2 separate regions of the Mus musculus genome follow, and region 2 is linked to region 1. A link is a contact called in public promoter capture Hi-C data. All regions are on one chromosome and are shown on one strand. The core of a region is the stretch at or near the end of the contact, and the rest is flanking DNA. Distances in the headings are between cores, read along the strand shown.

Region 1 (3,960 bases), core at 415-2,914:
ATATAAGTGCTTGAAATTGTTTTTCTCAGATAACTTTTCTTTCTTTCAAAATTTAGTTTAAGTTAAAACTTTACAAAAATCTTTTCCCTCTCAGCTCCCCCGGCCCCTAAATTCATGGCCTAATTTTCTTTAACTACCACTGGCACATGTACAAACTAACCTTTCTTAATCTATCAAGTGAGGAAACTCCTTCACACATGATCATTTTCATAAAGGTCTCTAGGAGCTGGTAGGAAGTAAAATAGGTATAAAGTAGATAAGTTTGAGTGAAGCCAACGTACAAAATTAGGCTCTATGGAGTGATAAAGGAGGCCGGCTTCCTCCTCAGGGGGCCCCTGGTGATGGACTGTGTAAACCCGAAGCTGGTGCTTTGGTTCAAGCTAGAAGTTAGCTGAAGGGAGCAGCCTGTCAGGAAGGAGAAGAAGTGCTGACAGGACATACTGAGTGAAGGGGCGAGGGAACAGAAACTTGAAACTGGGTAGTTTCTAAGAAAGGCTGAGTCAAAGAGTCTAGAGAAAGGCTGGGTGGAAGAGCATGGTACCACAACATGGCAGAAATGGGTCTCCTGTTGAATGTCTTCTTACATTCTACCACTTAACACTTCCTTTTACCCAAGGAGGGGCAGGTATTGTTTGCAAGGAAATTCATTGGGCATTTTGTATTTAATTATATATAAAACGAGCTCACTGGATTGAGTTGCCCAATAAATTTTTATACAATTCCTGAGTAGACACTATATATGTATATATATATATATATACATATATATTCCCTTTTAAAATGTACTTTTCTCTCATACAATCCCTTTGACTGCAGTTCCCCCTCCCTCAACTCCTCCCAGTTACCCCCTTCCCCCTCTTCCCCAGCTGCATTGCTCCTCTGTTTTATAACATTTTATAATATATTATTGAAAGATGTTTCACCCACCTGAATGACACATTTGAAGGAATAATGATTCTGTCTATTATTGGGCATTTACTGCATCTGCCTACTTTCCTTGATTTTTGTTGTAGTTAAATGCATGTGATAAAACTATAATCCTAGCCATCTTCAGGGTACAGTGTATATGGCATACAACAATCACTGCTCTTTACCTTCATGGATAATTTTATTTTGCAAATAAACAAACAAATAAGAAGCTAGGTCTATGAAAAGAAAGCTTTCCATACCTCAGCCATGCTTTTACAAGATTTAATTTTCATTAAATTTTAAAGGTCGGGCTACAGTAATGAAGAAGTGACCATGCATAGCAAGCAGGTGAGTATTTATTGTTGAGGCATTTTCTAAGTACTTTGAGCATATTCACTCACATAATTATTAGCAAGCATGCGTTTTGCACATGGGAGAGATGTATTTGTGGAATGGATTTTGGTACCAAGCAAACATTTCCCAGTAAATCTTGTCAATCTAGATGGAGTGTTAGAAATGTTCCTATGGGGCAAAAATCTGACAGTAAGTAGGTTTAAAGAAGTCTTCCTTTTAGCCACTTTTAGACAGGGACACTGAGGGAAGTTGTTTCTAAATGCTCAAGAACATCGGAAGTGACTCAACTCGGTTAAGGTCTTCCAGAAGACTCAGGAAGGGAAGACTTTAAAGTCAGCTTGGGTCTCCGCTCAACCAAGAGCTGGAGGACAAGGGGCGTGGCCTCAAGTGGGCGGGCACCGTTGGGGCGTGGCCTGGAAGCGACAGGGCGTGGCTGTCTGACCGGGGCGGGGCGCCGGCAGCGGGCGCGATGGCGGCTGACGGGGACTGGCAGGATTTCTATGAGTTCCAGGAGCCGGCCGGGAGTGTCCAGGAACAGGAGAACTGTAACGCGAGCCCGGAGGCTGGCGCGGGGGCACACGCGGGCGGCGACAGCTTCCCGGCGCTGGCTTCCAGCCTGGAGGAGAAGCTGAGCCTGTGCTTCCGCCCCACGTCGGAGGCCGAGCCCCCACGGGCGGCCGTGCGGCCCATCACGGAGTGCAGCCTCCTGCAAGGGGACGAGTGAGTGCGGGCCCCGGAGCGGGCGGGCGGGCGGGAGCGGCCCCAACCTCGCCCTGCCCCCGCCGCAGCCGGGAGTCCCCACAGGCCCCGCCCCGCGCCCTCCTTCTTCCTCGGTCGCTCTGAGCCCCGCCCCGGGGCTGCCGGCCTGGCCCTGGAGTTTAAATGCCCGCTGTTGCCCTGCCTTCCTTCCCCTTGAACCCTCCTGCAGACCCCTGTGTGCTTCCTTGTGGAGACCCTGCCTCCTGGGGCACGTGTGGCTCAGTTCATTCATTCAACTCGCTTTTCTTAAAGCCCCTGTCATGGGGCCTGGCACTGGGGATGCCGAAGTGGGCATTGCTCCTCTCAAGTAGGACACAAAGTGGGATGGGACATAGGTTGGTTAAGCACATGTTTTCCGAGTGTAATGAGTACTTTGATAGGTATTTGTACCGGATACGGGAGATTTCAAAGGGGATGTCCGAATGAAGACTTTATAGCCGCTAACTGAATCCTTGATGGAGATCTGGGAGTTAGGCAGAGTGCAGAGGTGTGAGTTACCATTGAAGTTATAGAAGTCTCTTGGGCCCACAAGAACAAACTGTCACAGAGGCAAAAAGTAAATGGTAGCCCTTACTAATGATATCTAATAGTGTATCCAGAAGACCAGTGCACAGCAGCAATGGCTCCCGTTTTCTCTGTGATTAGCTTCAGTGTGATGACATTCACAGGGGTTGATGAAAGCGCTTTATTCAGACACTTTTAAACCCAATTATTGTTTGTTTACACGAGAGTTGTAATTATGTACCGCATCTTTTCGTGAAAATCTAGCCAAAAGAATGGTGCGAGCCAGTGAGCTCGAGTGTTTTGTTTGCAGGGTGAGTGGAGACCCTAAGAGTACTGGCCCTCTTGGAAGGTGATGGGTAGGACCCGTTTCCAGAACATTGGGAACACAATGGTGGCCGGAGACACTACATGTTAGTGAGGAGAATTGAAACAACAGCATTTTTTATTACATCTTAATAATTTTGTGTGAGTACTTGTGTGATTGTGGACGGGTAAAGCAAGCCTGTCAGACGCATCCTTGGAGTCAGACCACTTGTACAGTCAGCTTCTCTCTCTCTCTCTCTCTCTCTCTCTCTCTCTTTTTTTTTTTTTTTTTTTTTTACAGATCCCAGGTCTCCGGGGTCATTGGTCTTGCTTGATGCCCGGTATCTTTAGGCACCAAAACCATGGGAGGAATTCTTGAACTATGATAAGATTCATGGCATTAAAGAGTTTTAATTTCTCAAGGAATTAGGAAATTTACCAAGAGAGAGCAGAGAGAGAGGACCTATGCTAACATGGGTGACTAGCCATGTTCTCCTCAAGGGCAGTGGAGGTATAAGTGTATGGTGGGAGTTTAAATGCAGAGATAAGCATGCGGTGCACAGCAAAAGGTGACTTTTGTAGATTTTCCCCAAAGAGCAGATGGCTTCCTCTATGTAGATTTATAGACTTGAATTATTGAGACTTACTGCACATTCAGGATTTTTAAATTTATATTTATGAGTACTTTACTTAAAACAGATGAGTGAGTGTAGCTTGTACCAGGATTCTTAGAGAAGACCTATTTTGGGTTCAGCTGGACTTTCTGGAAAGTTTATTTTAGCCTGTGCTTCAGAGTTAGGTGGCTGTAAAATCTAAACTATTTTGTTGCTTTTCCTGTTTTGTGTCTTGCAGCCCATGCTGGCCTTGAACTTGCTTTGCAGTTCAGGCTGACCTTGAACTCCTGGTCTTCCTGCTGCCCTTCTTGTGCTAAAATTATATGCATAAGCTGCTAAGCCTGGTTTTATTTTATTACCCTTTTCCCTCCATTTGGAGTCTCATGTAGCTCAGGCTAGCCTCAAACTCATTTTGTAGTGAGGATGACCTTGAACCTCCATCTTTCTGCCTTGGTCTCTTGCGTGGTGAGATTAAAGGTGTACACTAACACACCCAGTTTTCTGTGGTGTTGGGACT
Region 2 (3,960 bases), core at 929-3,428, 1.5 Mb before region 1:
CCTGGAAGTTTAGAAGCATTGGGTGAATCAGTAGGGGATTCAGACTTTTAATTCATCTATTTACCAACTTACCCATTCTTGAACACCCCACAAGGGGAATGAGCCCCATTTTGTTTGTCCGTTTTAATCACTTGTGTCTTTGATATCCCAGAACAAGATGACTGTGTGGAATCAAAGAATGAAGGAACCAGTGATGGACTGGAGAACGAGGCAGAGAAACAGAAAGAAAAATGGCAGACTTCACATTGTAAAAGCCTTTGTCAACTACAGTTTGGCCTTTACCCTGAGCAGAGCAACCCTATGATCCTATTTGTATGTTAAAAAAAACAAAACAAAACAAAACTCAAACCTTCGGCTGGGTGAAGAGTCTACAGGAGAAGGGAAATACTTTGTTACAGGGGAGTGGGGGAGATAGGAGGTTGAATGAAGATACAGGCTAGGGTGGTGCTGGAGAGGAAGTGAGTTAGGGAGAGATCCAGCAGTCACAATGACAATAGAAGATTTGTTGGGTGGAAAGAGGAGAAAGAAGTCTGGAATGTGTCTCTTTGGTTTGAATAGAAGAGAGGTAACTATAATGAAGGTGGCTTTTTAAACTTGGATTTGACCGTGGGTCAGTGTTCATTCTGTGACGACCTGAGTTAGGTTTCTCTATATTCACTGGATCCAGGAGGTGTGGCTCTATCTGGGGTGCTGTAGCAGAGCTGATGAGATGCCAGTGTCTGCGAGTAGAACCCCCTCTGAAGACCAGTTGGCCAGCAGCACAGCTTTGGGAATGACTAACTTTCCCAGGATATCTGATAGGGTGTGCTCAGTGTCATGTAACCACTGACAATAAATGGGATTTTGGTCTTTGAAGGCAAAAATCCTCATCTTGACATCTTCTTTCATGCCCAAGCACCTGCACACCGCGGAGTGTACAATCTCCAATAGTTATCACAGAGAGAGATTATGAAAGAAAATCTAAGGTCAGGCGTGGGGGTCCATGCCTTTAATCCCAGCGCTCAAGAGGCAGGGGTAGGCAAGCTCTGTGAATTTGAGGCCAGCCTTGTCTGTAAAATGGGTTCCAGGATAGCCAAGGCTTATACAGAGGTTTATACAGAGAAACTATGTCTTGAAAAACCACCACCACCAAACAAAAAGAGAAGAAAAAAGAAAAGAAAAGAAAAGAAAAGAAAAGAAAAGGAAAGGAAAGAAAAGAAAAGCAAGCAAGCAAGCACACCTACTATCAAGCAAGTCCCTTACTAGGTTGCTCAGGAAACATGGGAGCAGCACACAGAGTTAGTGCAGAAGGAACTCACAATCTGTGTCTCCAAAGATAGAGAACAGGTGACTTAATCCCCAGACAGTTCAACCAAAGCCCATCTGGAATGATGCCCTCCAAAGTTTGATGACACTAACGGTTTTTTTCTAGAGGTTTTGTGGAATTAAAGGTTGCAAAGTATAGGCTTAAGAGGTTGGGGTAAGACAATCATTTGGACACCTGGGCTCCCACTTTTTCAAGAGAAAAGGATTTTCTCCTGCAGCCATGGTTGTGGTACAAATTCATGAGACTAAGAACTGTGTTCCACAGCTGCCTCCACAGGTTGACGTATCTGTTATAAAGTTTCTCGAACTTTCTACATGATGCCAGTGGATCCCCAGAAGAAGGTTCATCACAGTTAGGAGAGGATGTATTAGAATTCCTTCTCTGATCAGAGCGGTATTTTTTTGGGTTTCAGATATGCATAGTTGAGAGGGTAAAGTAGCCTCAGAAGGCGATGGGGAGCCAATGCAAACAAATTGTAGGATAGTGGTGGAAAGAGAAAACCTTTCTGTGTAGGGCCAAGATATCAGGAGAAGCCAGGCACTGGCTTCGCAGGGAAGAGGGCTGGGGGTAAGAAAGCTAGGAGGGAAAGGATGCGAATGTAACCTCACGTGCAGAGTCAACGTTAGAGATGCGAAGAGAATTGGGAAAGGAGGGACTGGAGATGCCTTCTCCGCCCTGCGGCAAGGGGGTGTGGCCCCGAGAGCGGGAAGGTAGGGACGGGATGGCGCCGGCCGCAGTGGGGGTTCCCCAACTCTTCCTTAGAAGTCTGAGAGCTGCGGAGCTCCGCGGCAGGTTGGCCCGGGCGGAGGAGGAGCGAGGGCGCTGATGGGCGTGGCTGGGCGTGTCTGGGCCGCGCAAGTCAGAGGGCGGCGCTAGGACCCGCAGGCCGCCCCGCCGGCTCCCGGGAGGTTGATAAAGCGGCGGCGGCGTTTGACGTCAGTGGGGAGTTAATTTTAAATCGGTACAAGATGGCGGAGGGGGACGAGGCAGCGCGAAGGCAGCAGCCGCAGCAGGGGCTGAGGCGCCGGCGACAGACCAGCGACTCGAGCGTCGGAGTTAACCACGTCTCGTCTACGACCTCCCTAGGTACGGGCCGGAGGGGCCGAGGCCACGGGGGGCCGGGAGTCGGGGAGGCTGCGGCCGTTCGGGCTGGCGGGCACCGGTCGCCCGCTGGGGTCGAAGACCGCGGCTGGCTGGGCTCGGCTCGGCTCTGGCCGCCGCGGCCGCCCGTTCGCTCGCACGCTCGTTCGCTCGCTCGCAGGGCCTAGCGGCAGCCGCGCCCCACGCTCCGCCGCGCGGCCTGAGAGGGCGGCCCGCGGGCCTCGGCTCTCCCAGCTGCCGGGGGAACGGGCAGCCCGGCCCCCTGCCCGCCGCCGCCGCGTGGCCGCCGCGGTGTCCGCCCCGACCCAAGGGGGCGGCCTTGAGCCGGGGCCACGGGGCCGGGACGCGCGGAGGTCGGCGGGCGGTACGGGATCGGTCACCCGGCGGGCACTCACTGCCCTGGGTGCCTGACGCGGGCCGGGAAGGGAGGGACGAGCGGGACGCGCTGGGCCCCGCGGTGGCGGTGGACGCGGGAACCGCTGGCACCTGGCTGCCAGGTCGCAGAGCTCTCTCCACACACACACCACACACACTCACACACCCTTCCTTCCCGATGGGAGCCGCAGTCCGCAGGCCAGGGCTGGGGCCCGGGCTCAGCTTCAGCTTCACCAGCTCTTGGCTCCGCCGAACCCATTCGCACGAGTTGTGCGTGGATTGGCCAGGGTTGCAAGTGTTGGCTCCGGTTGTCAGACTGGGGTTAGGAGCCCTGGGGCTGCGAGTCATTCGCTTCAGGCTGAGAGTGTCTGGTTTGAAGTCACCTGATCCCGTCGTTCCTGGGTTTTGCTGAATGTGAGCTCCTACTGTATGTGTGTGTACATGGCGCCCCTACCCCGTCGAAGACGCAGTTGCGTTGGCAGCGCGGTGTTGTGTGTTGCTCTCACTCACAGCACCCCTATTTTTAGGAGTGTAGCATTTGATCTTTCACCGTGGTGCGAATTGAACGCACGAAGTCCTTATTGAGAGTTGCGATGGTTAAAGGCGGAAAAGTTTTTCAAAGGCTTAGAAATCGTAAGGGCTTAGGGTTAGATACCTGAGGTCAAGATAAGCGTAGAGTAAACACACCGGGTATGAGATCGCTTTTGTATTTCCTTTTCCACAATCTGATAAAGGCTTTACTGGATAAAATTTAAAACATTTTGATTAAATATTTACCACAGACACTTTATAGAAAACTTTAATTTACATTTCACCATTTATGGTAGCTCTTGGACATATGTCAGAGGTGAGGATAACTTAGAATTTTCGAACGAGAAAAAGAAATGAGGTTTGTTAACCTGTCAACTACAAACTCTTGTCAGAACTGTTTACAGTGGTAGCCCTCTGCCCTTGGAAATACTTCCAGAGAGGCTTTTTAAAAACCTTAGGTGGCTGATTTGTTTTGGAATCCGTGTGTGTGTGTGTGTGTGTGTGTGTGTGTGAGAACAGTTTGAGATGTAGTGTCAACATACTTGATGTATGCAATAGGAAAAGCATAAGTTTGATTCAGTCATGGGTAAGAGCATGTTTTATGCTATTGGACACTGAGAAGAGATGAGAGAGTGTCTTGGGACTAT

What was found. Promoter capture Hi-C pulls out the DNA fragments that hold promoters and counts their contacts.
Region 2: a promoter capture Hi-C map of neutrophils shows a contact between it and region 1, with 3 times the contacts expected there. The contact joins the promoter of Atl2 here to the promoter of Fez2 in region 1. A contact is called at or near these places in 1 of 39 promoter capture datasets (neutrophils) and 1 of 115 datasets of contacts at active chromatin or transcription factors (pancreatic cancer cells).

What each region holds. Positions count from the first base shown.
Region 1 is chr17:78,415,856-78,419,815 of GRCm38.p6, reverse strand. It overlaps Fez2 (fasciculation and elongation protein zeta 2 (zygin II)), which reads left to right and starts at 1,664. Exons shown (of 8, transcript NM_199448.3): 1 at 1,664-1,983. The coding sequence starts at 1,733.
Region 2 is chr17:79,894,341-79,898,300 of GRCm38.p6, reverse strand. Atl2 (atlastin GTPase 2) reads left to right here and starts at 2,178. Exons shown (of 13, transcript NM_019717.3): 1 at 2,178-2,392. The coding sequence starts at 2,275. It overlaps Gm41625 (a long non-coding RNA gene), which reads left to right. Exons shown (of 4, transcript XR_876985.3): 4 at 152-212.